Linked DNA regions of Mus musculus: region 1 is linked to region 2. The links are chromatin contacts, called in public HiCAR-type maps. All regions are on one chromosome and are shown on one strand. Each heading gives the region's core, a stretch centred on a gene start, on an enhancer-like site or on the middle of the called end of the contact. The rest is flanking DNA. Distances are from core to core; before and after follow the strand shown.

The links. HiCAR-type assays count read pairs that join an accessible place to other places.
Region 1: a contact with region 2 is called in a HiCAR-type map of astrocytes, with 4 times the contacts expected there. The contact joins the promoter of Ankrd37 here to the enhancer-like site in region 2. A contact is called at or near these places in 3 of 39 promoter capture datasets (the SN4741 cell line, embryonic stem cells and maxillary cranial neural crest), 3 of 115 datasets of contacts at active chromatin or transcription factors (astrocytes and embryonic stem cells) and 2 of 9 other capture datasets (embryonic stem cells and liver).

The regions. Positions count from the first base shown.
Region 1 is chr8:45,997,824-46,001,357 of GRCm38.p6, reverse strand. Ankrd37 (ankyrin repeat domain 37) reads left to right here and starts at 1,508. Exons shown (of 5, transcript NM_001039562.1): 1 at 1,508-1,741; 2 at 1,955-2,107; 3 at 2,870-2,961. The coding sequence starts at 1,715.
Region 2 is chr8:45,452,411-45,455,951 of GRCm38.p6, reverse strand. No RefSeq gene overlaps it. Among named protein-coding and RNA genes, the nearest start is that of Tlr3, 44 kb to the right of the region's middle. Within about 2 kb of position 1,446, at least 27 of the 459 cell types and tissues checked have an H3K27ac peak or open chromatin away from gene starts, as enhancers often do. A contact at or near this core is called in astrocytes, where this site is marked.

The DNA of each region.
Region 1 (3,534 bases), core at 259-2,758, 550 kb before region 2:
AGGAGCCATGAGTGAAAAAAGTTTTAAGAAGCCCTGTTCTAGGGAACAGCCTAAGATTGTGGACCACCACAATGAGCAGTGTGCCTTATTAAAGAATTATATTGGTTAGTGAAAATTAATGGGTGAGAATTTTGTGACTTGTTGGGAAAACTGTGACTATGATAAACTTGCTGTTCTTTAAAACCATACTGGTTCAGATATCTTCTGTTACAACTATTGAAAAAGAATCCTCATTAAAACGGGAAGCCAAATATTTAAATAAAACTTCCTTAGGAGCTAAGATTTACAGGAAGAAGCACAACATAGACTATTTTAAGCGACACGGTCTTCTGTGTCAAGTAAACTCTACATGTTATTTGATGTCTAACCAGCTGTTAATAGTTTCTTACCTCTATGTTTCACCTGCTACCATTAACTTTAACTACAGTCAGAAGTCAACAGGGTTCATGAAAAGGAATTCAAACTTTGCAGTTATTACATTGTCATGAATTTTACCAGTAATGCCATGTTTGTTTTAAAATCTCACCCTAAATTATTGTTTCTTTTGGTCTGCTTCTCAGACTTTACTGACTTCAAGGCTTTGAGTAGTAGTATCCTGGGAAGAGTCCTTTTGTTCCTCAGGCTTATCTGATGCTCTAATTTGGGTTCTGGGTTTTGATGAAGCCCTTCTCATGTCCTAGCGCAGGGGTTCATGCTGTCAGCAGATCACATCACTAACATTAAATCACTTGGCTGCTTTCTTCACGGTAATCTTTTGTTCTTTCCTTTCCGTATTCTTATTATTCCTAATAACCGGAGTGAGGGCCATCCCCTTGGCAAACTCCTTGTATTTACTAGCTATTGCCGGAACCAGGACGGGTTTCGGACCCTCAGGGGACGTGTGACAATGGGTGGCTTATTTCACAGGAATTGCCACCTTGCTCACAAAGGCAACACTGACTGATAGGTAATTCACTGGGTTTGGGAGAGCATCTCCTATGGTAAACCCTCCGTCACAGTCTCATCGACATGCCCTCTAACGCCCCACCGCTGCATCCCCTTCCAAAGCATCCTGCGGCGCGCGCGGCGGCGGAGGACGTGGGGCAGGAGGAAGCACCTTCGGACCAAGCTGGAGGTGGAGGACGCGGGGCCTGCGGGGGTGGATGGGTGTGGGCTACTTCTGCTTCCCTCTTTTCCGGGCTACGTGCGTGCTCTCAGTCACAAAGCCATGCACCGGCGATTGCGGCTTCTCCAGAGGGCTAAAAGGGCTTGACTCCACCCAGCAGTACGTGCCTAGCTCGGCTCGCATCATGGCCGCCGCCAAAGCGCAAAGGCCAGGCCTTCCACCCTCTTCGCCCACCACCTTCACTGCGCACGCGTGCTGCGGCCGCCTGGGCTTCGCTCCCAACAGGGCGGACCCAGGGGGAGGTCGGCCTGGCCAATCAGCTGGCAGGCCGCGCAGCAGGCTCCGCCCCCTCCTCTTTTGCTTGGGGTTCCAGGCTGCACATGTCAGTGTTTGGGTACGTGAGGCCGCAGCGGGGCTGGGGACATCGCGCTGGGCAGAACCAGGCCGTGGGAACGCTCCCAGGCTGGGGAGCGGCGGGGAGGAGCCGCGGCCCTGCAGGTTCCCGAGAGCTTTAAATTCTCCCGAACTGGGGCAGTCCCTTGCATTCTTACCGGCCAGTGTTGCCTCTCTGAACTCCCGGGGACACTTGTCATCTGCTTTAGGTGGGCGATGCTGTTGCTTAGTTGCAACTTGGAGGTGAGACTCTCGCCCCTTTAAGTCCTGCAGGCTAGATCTCCCAGAGGTCTGTGTGTCTTAGGAGCTCTAACAAACGTGACAGTGACAAACTGCTGGGTTACCAAGTCAAACCTTGTCAGATCTTGTTTTCTTTTTTTTTCCGTGGAGGGGTGGATTTTCAGCTCAGAGGGCTCGAGCGGGACAGGACAGTGACAAGCTGTTCTTTTCCTGCAGGAGGATGACCTTAAGAGTTTGCTGGAGACAGGAGCATCAGTGAACGCACCTCCGGATCCCCAGGAGCAGTCGCCTGCTCACCTAGCTGCAGGTGGCGGCCTTGCGTGCTTTCTTCTCTGGCAGCTGCAAACAGGTGCTGACCTCAACCAACAGGTAACTAGGTAACCGATTGTTGCTATGTACAACCCTCTCCTCCACCCAGTGTCTGCACGGACATTTCCTAGATGTCCGTTTCAGTTGGTATAAACAGGCATATAGGAATTTCCAGGAGAAAAATACATACTGCAAGATGGTAACTTGGAACTTTTTAGTATCCACATTAATAAAACAAAAACAAGCCATGGGATTTCTTTTAATAATCTAATCCCAAATACTCTTTCAGTATGTAATTATATCAGCAATGATTTATGTGTATTTTATTTTGCTCTTGTACCACGGTTCCCAATTCAGTGTGTATTTTACTTTTATGGCATAGCTCAGTGAAGTCGAACCACATTTCAAATATATATATATAGCATGTATTTACTGTACTTTTAAAAGTACTTGCTATTGTCCAAGTTCCAGTCAACCAGGAAATAGTATGTGGGAAACATGCCCACCATCAATTCTTCCAGTAGTCTTCATCTTCATTAGAGTGTGACGAAGTTTTTAATTGTAAACCTTTGGCTTCTATAGAACTCTATAGTGTGCTGGCATTCCCTTAATTTTTTAATGTGTGCAAATATGATGGCATGTTTTTATTAATGGAAACTTTGTATTAGCACAGCAAGAGAACTTCATGAAAAATACAATTAGTGGAATAATCCAGTTGTTACAAGGTAGTTTTCACTGGCTCCCTCAAATAGCTGGTATTACTTTGCCCACTGGCTTCTACAGAATGTTAGGGAGACCCTAATGTGCAGTCTTGTCTTACAGGATGTCTTGGGAGAAACTCCACTCCACAAGGCAGCAAAGGTTGGAAGCCTGGACTGCCTGAGCCTCCTTGTGGCCAGTGATGTCCAGATTGGGTGAGTCTGAAATCAGTGGTCTGAGGCTTTGTGGTTTCTTGGATTAAATTAACCATACTCCTAATTATATATGATCTTAAAAATAATACTCGCCTAACTGGTAATATAATGTTATCCTTCCAGGAATTGAATATTATCAAATAGAGTAAGTGGAAACAGATGTTCGGCATCCAGAGGTGCAAGTCTTCATGGCATTCTACTACAGTTTTGGCTCAGGAAGACTTTTCCTATAGAAGTTCTCACTGGCTATCTACTGAACCATATAGTTAAATACAGTGAATTTGAACACCAAATATTCTTGTAGTTAGATTCTTTCAATAGTGAAATATGATAATGGAATAAAAATACGATAGACTGTCCATGATATGCGGTGTGCTAGTCACTGAGCATACAGTGAACAGAATTTAATTTCCTTGATCTTTCTTTGGCCCAATTCCGGTGTGATGTGTATGTATGTTCTCGAGAGTGTGAGACCTCTTTTATCCTGTTCCCTGTGTTGATATGTATTCCAATTTCCTCTACTAGAAAAATAATAAACAATAATTTTCACTTAACTCAATTTTTGTCTAATTT
Region 2 (3,541 bases), core at 197-2,696:
GCTCCAGGGGGTACTGGTTAGTTCATATTGTTCCACCTATAGGGTTGTAGACCCTTTTAGCTCCTTGGGTACTTTCTCTAGCTCCTCCATTGGGAGCCCAGTGACCCATCCAATAGCTGACTGTGAGGATCCATTTCTGTGTTTGCTAGGCCCCGGCATAGTCTCACAAGAGACAGCTACATCTGGGTCCTTTCAATAAAATCTTGCTAGTGGATGCAATGGTGTCAGCGTTTGGAGGCTGATTATGGGATGGATCCCCGGGTATGGCAGCCTCTAGATGGTCCATCCTTTCGTCTCAGCTCCAAACTTTGTCTCTGTGACTCCTTCCATGGGTGTTTTGTTCCCAATTCTAAGAAGGGGTAAAGTGTCCATACTTTGGTCTTCGTTCTTGAGTTTCATGTGTTTTGCAAATTGTATCTTATATCTTGGGTATTCTAAGTTTCTGGGCTAATATCCACTATCAGAGCTGTGATGTTACTGCAGGCTTTCATGGTTCCCTCCATTAGTGACCTTTAACTTTTGTTCTCTGAACAGCTTTGGTTGCTCACGTTAACAAGTTGGTTTTGTTGTTTGTTTTTTATTCTGCCCAGGCTTGGGAAAATTCTCTGTTAAATACTTTTTTTTTTTTAATTCATTCAAAATAGGTTTACCACATGTTGATCATGTGCTGGGCACTTTGGGAAGCAATGAGATATGGTCGAGGACAAAATAGACAGAAACTCCCTTGTGAATCGCATTCCTTAGCAAGGGACTGGCAATAGACACCATAAAAATACATCATGTGTCAGACAGTGTGAGCGAGGTAGAGCTACTCAGATGCAACCGCCCCAGCCTGCGGATTTAAATAAAGCTTAAGGAAAGGTCTTTGTGTAGGTGACATGTTAGGTAAGACTGGAGGACACTGCAGAAAGGAGGGTTGGATGCCGGAAGCTAGCAGAGGCCGGAAGCTAGCAGAGGCTGTGAGAAAAACCAAAAGTGATCACTGAGATCTGGGGCGCTGGAAATGGAGAGCAAGGAGATGGTCACCCACAGAGATGAGAAGAAAGGAAACAAAAGGAAAGATGGACACCCTACCCCCCAGGAGACTCAGTAGTCTCCTCAGGGAGAGATGATCCACACTATTTTATCATGCCGATGGGTAAATTCCTGTCTTAAGGTACTCATTGCGATGGACCAACCCCTGCCAGAGTGCATAGTATGGTCACAGATAGGTACCGAGAGCTCAACACATAGGAAGAGACTTAAGGGACTAGAACAGGGTGTTGAAGATACTCTCCTTTTCTCCGCTACTCAGCGTGGGGGTGATGTTCTGTTGGCAATGTGACTGGCAGCCGTGGTGCATGGGCACAGCCCTGGCATTCCAGGTCTACTACTTGTACCCTGCATTGTAGGCTTCCTATGGTTTCCTGTTAGAACTCTTGGCTGTACATCCAGAGAACAACAATGCCCTCTTGTGGTCAATGGGCAGAACTGGAATTTATTTTAATATTCTCTCAGCACCCTGTGGGTAATCTGAGGACTTTGTGAACAGCAATCTGCTGCTCGCTCGCCAACGGGAAGGAAATGATTGGCAGAATTCACTGGGTAAAATCCAGACCCCAATAATCCTGGTTTTGTCTAACTTATCTGGGTGGTTACAGCCCCAGAGTCCAACTCAGCCTTCGGGGCAGTAGATCACACATTTATCTCATTCATAGTGCAACATTCTTCCGGTTAGATTCAAGATACTTCAATCCCTACTGAATCTTCGAGTGATCTTTTATCGGTTAACTCTGCAAACAATCCCCCCTTGTCAGCCTCACAGATGAGAGTCCAGCGCCTTTATACAAAGTGGAAAAGCATAAAATTCTAAATAAACATGTTACCAGTGAGGAAAAAGGATACTTCTCAGTTGTCACTTAGAACGCCTCTTTGAAATTCTGTTTTAGGATTTGCCCCAGACATTCAATGTCTATACTTGAAATTTGTATTATGTCCCATTATGCTAAAGTTGCATTGCATAATGTCTAATTTTGAAATTATATTCTAGGAAAATTACATTCAAATTATATTATATAATAGTACAGACAATTTACATTAAAATTGTATTTATAGTGTAGGTAAATTATATTAAAATATATACAATAAAATATACAATTGTCATATAGCTAAATTATACTGTTATGTTATATTATACATAGTGTGTGTGTGTGTGTGTGTGCGCGTGTGAGTGTGTGTGTGCGTGTGAGTGAGTGTGTCCCTGCCTTCATTATAGGCCTACTACTAAAAGTCTCATTGTAAAGAAAACACATGGTTTTTGGCTTTTGGGAAAATGCATGCTTTTATTTTTATGATTCTTCAAAAACTGTGTAACCCATATTTGCAGAACACCCCTGTGGTATAGCTGGCTGCCTTTGCACAATCATTATCACAAAGATGAGTGTGCTACACAGGGATAACATTGCACAGTGGAATATTTCAGCCCTTGTACAAAGGGGAAATTTCCCAGAATATACGACCATCCACGTGCTTTAAATCACTTTTGAGGCACTAAATCTCAAAGGAGACATCATGAATGACTACTGAGAAGGTCACCTCTTCACTGTATGAGGAAGAGAAGGGCTGTTGTACTTGGATTCAAACCGTATAATATGGTGAGTATGGTTTTGACAGAATATGAGAACTAAGAGACAAACCAACAGAAAATACCTTCTATGAGATAGGAGTACAGGATATGGAGGGCTGCTTGTATTAAGAAAAATACATACTTAATTTAGACATTGTTGTTTTTTATAGATGTTTAATCTATAAATAGATATTGGATATATAAGTATATGGAGATGTTTAACATCTCCTTTGACAAATCTTGACAACTGTTTTAACTTCTTAATTCTGTGAGAATTCAGAATAATAGAAAAATGGATGCTGGGACAACCCAGAATACGCTGGCTGCTTAATTAGCGTGTGTAATGAACATACTTCAGGGCTCAGGACACCCACCCTTACTCTGTCTGACCTTTAAATACTGGGGATATGTTGGCACATGCAGACGGAGCTGTGGGGCTTTCTTCCAGTCTCTCCATCATCCCCTTCTGCTTCCTTCCTTCTTCCCTTCCCCATCCTTATTTCCTCTTTTCTCCCTCCTCCCACTTTCTCTAGTTCCTTATTCTCACCCCAGTCCGCCTTTTCATGTTCTCTTTACTCTTTTTTTTTTTTTTTTTTTTTTTGAGATCTCATCTTGCTAGAGAGCCCAGGCTAGCCTTAAACTTCCATGCAGCCTAGGTTAGCCTTGAAATCACAATCCTCCTGCTTCGGCCTCCCAAGTACTAAGATTTTAAGCGTGTTACCATACCTGATTCTGTGAAATTTCCTACATTTTTTCCCTTCCTCTTCTTATAGTCTGATCTTTGTCTCCATCAATTTGTTTTTAAAAGTAAGCAGTTAAAGAAAAGGAAACACTTTCTCTTTATTTTTAGTTTTTTAAAATTGCATTATGCTACCAATCATCTGATGAGATGCTGTCTAAACTCAGGCTGCTGCAGATTCACCTCTGAGCGTCAGG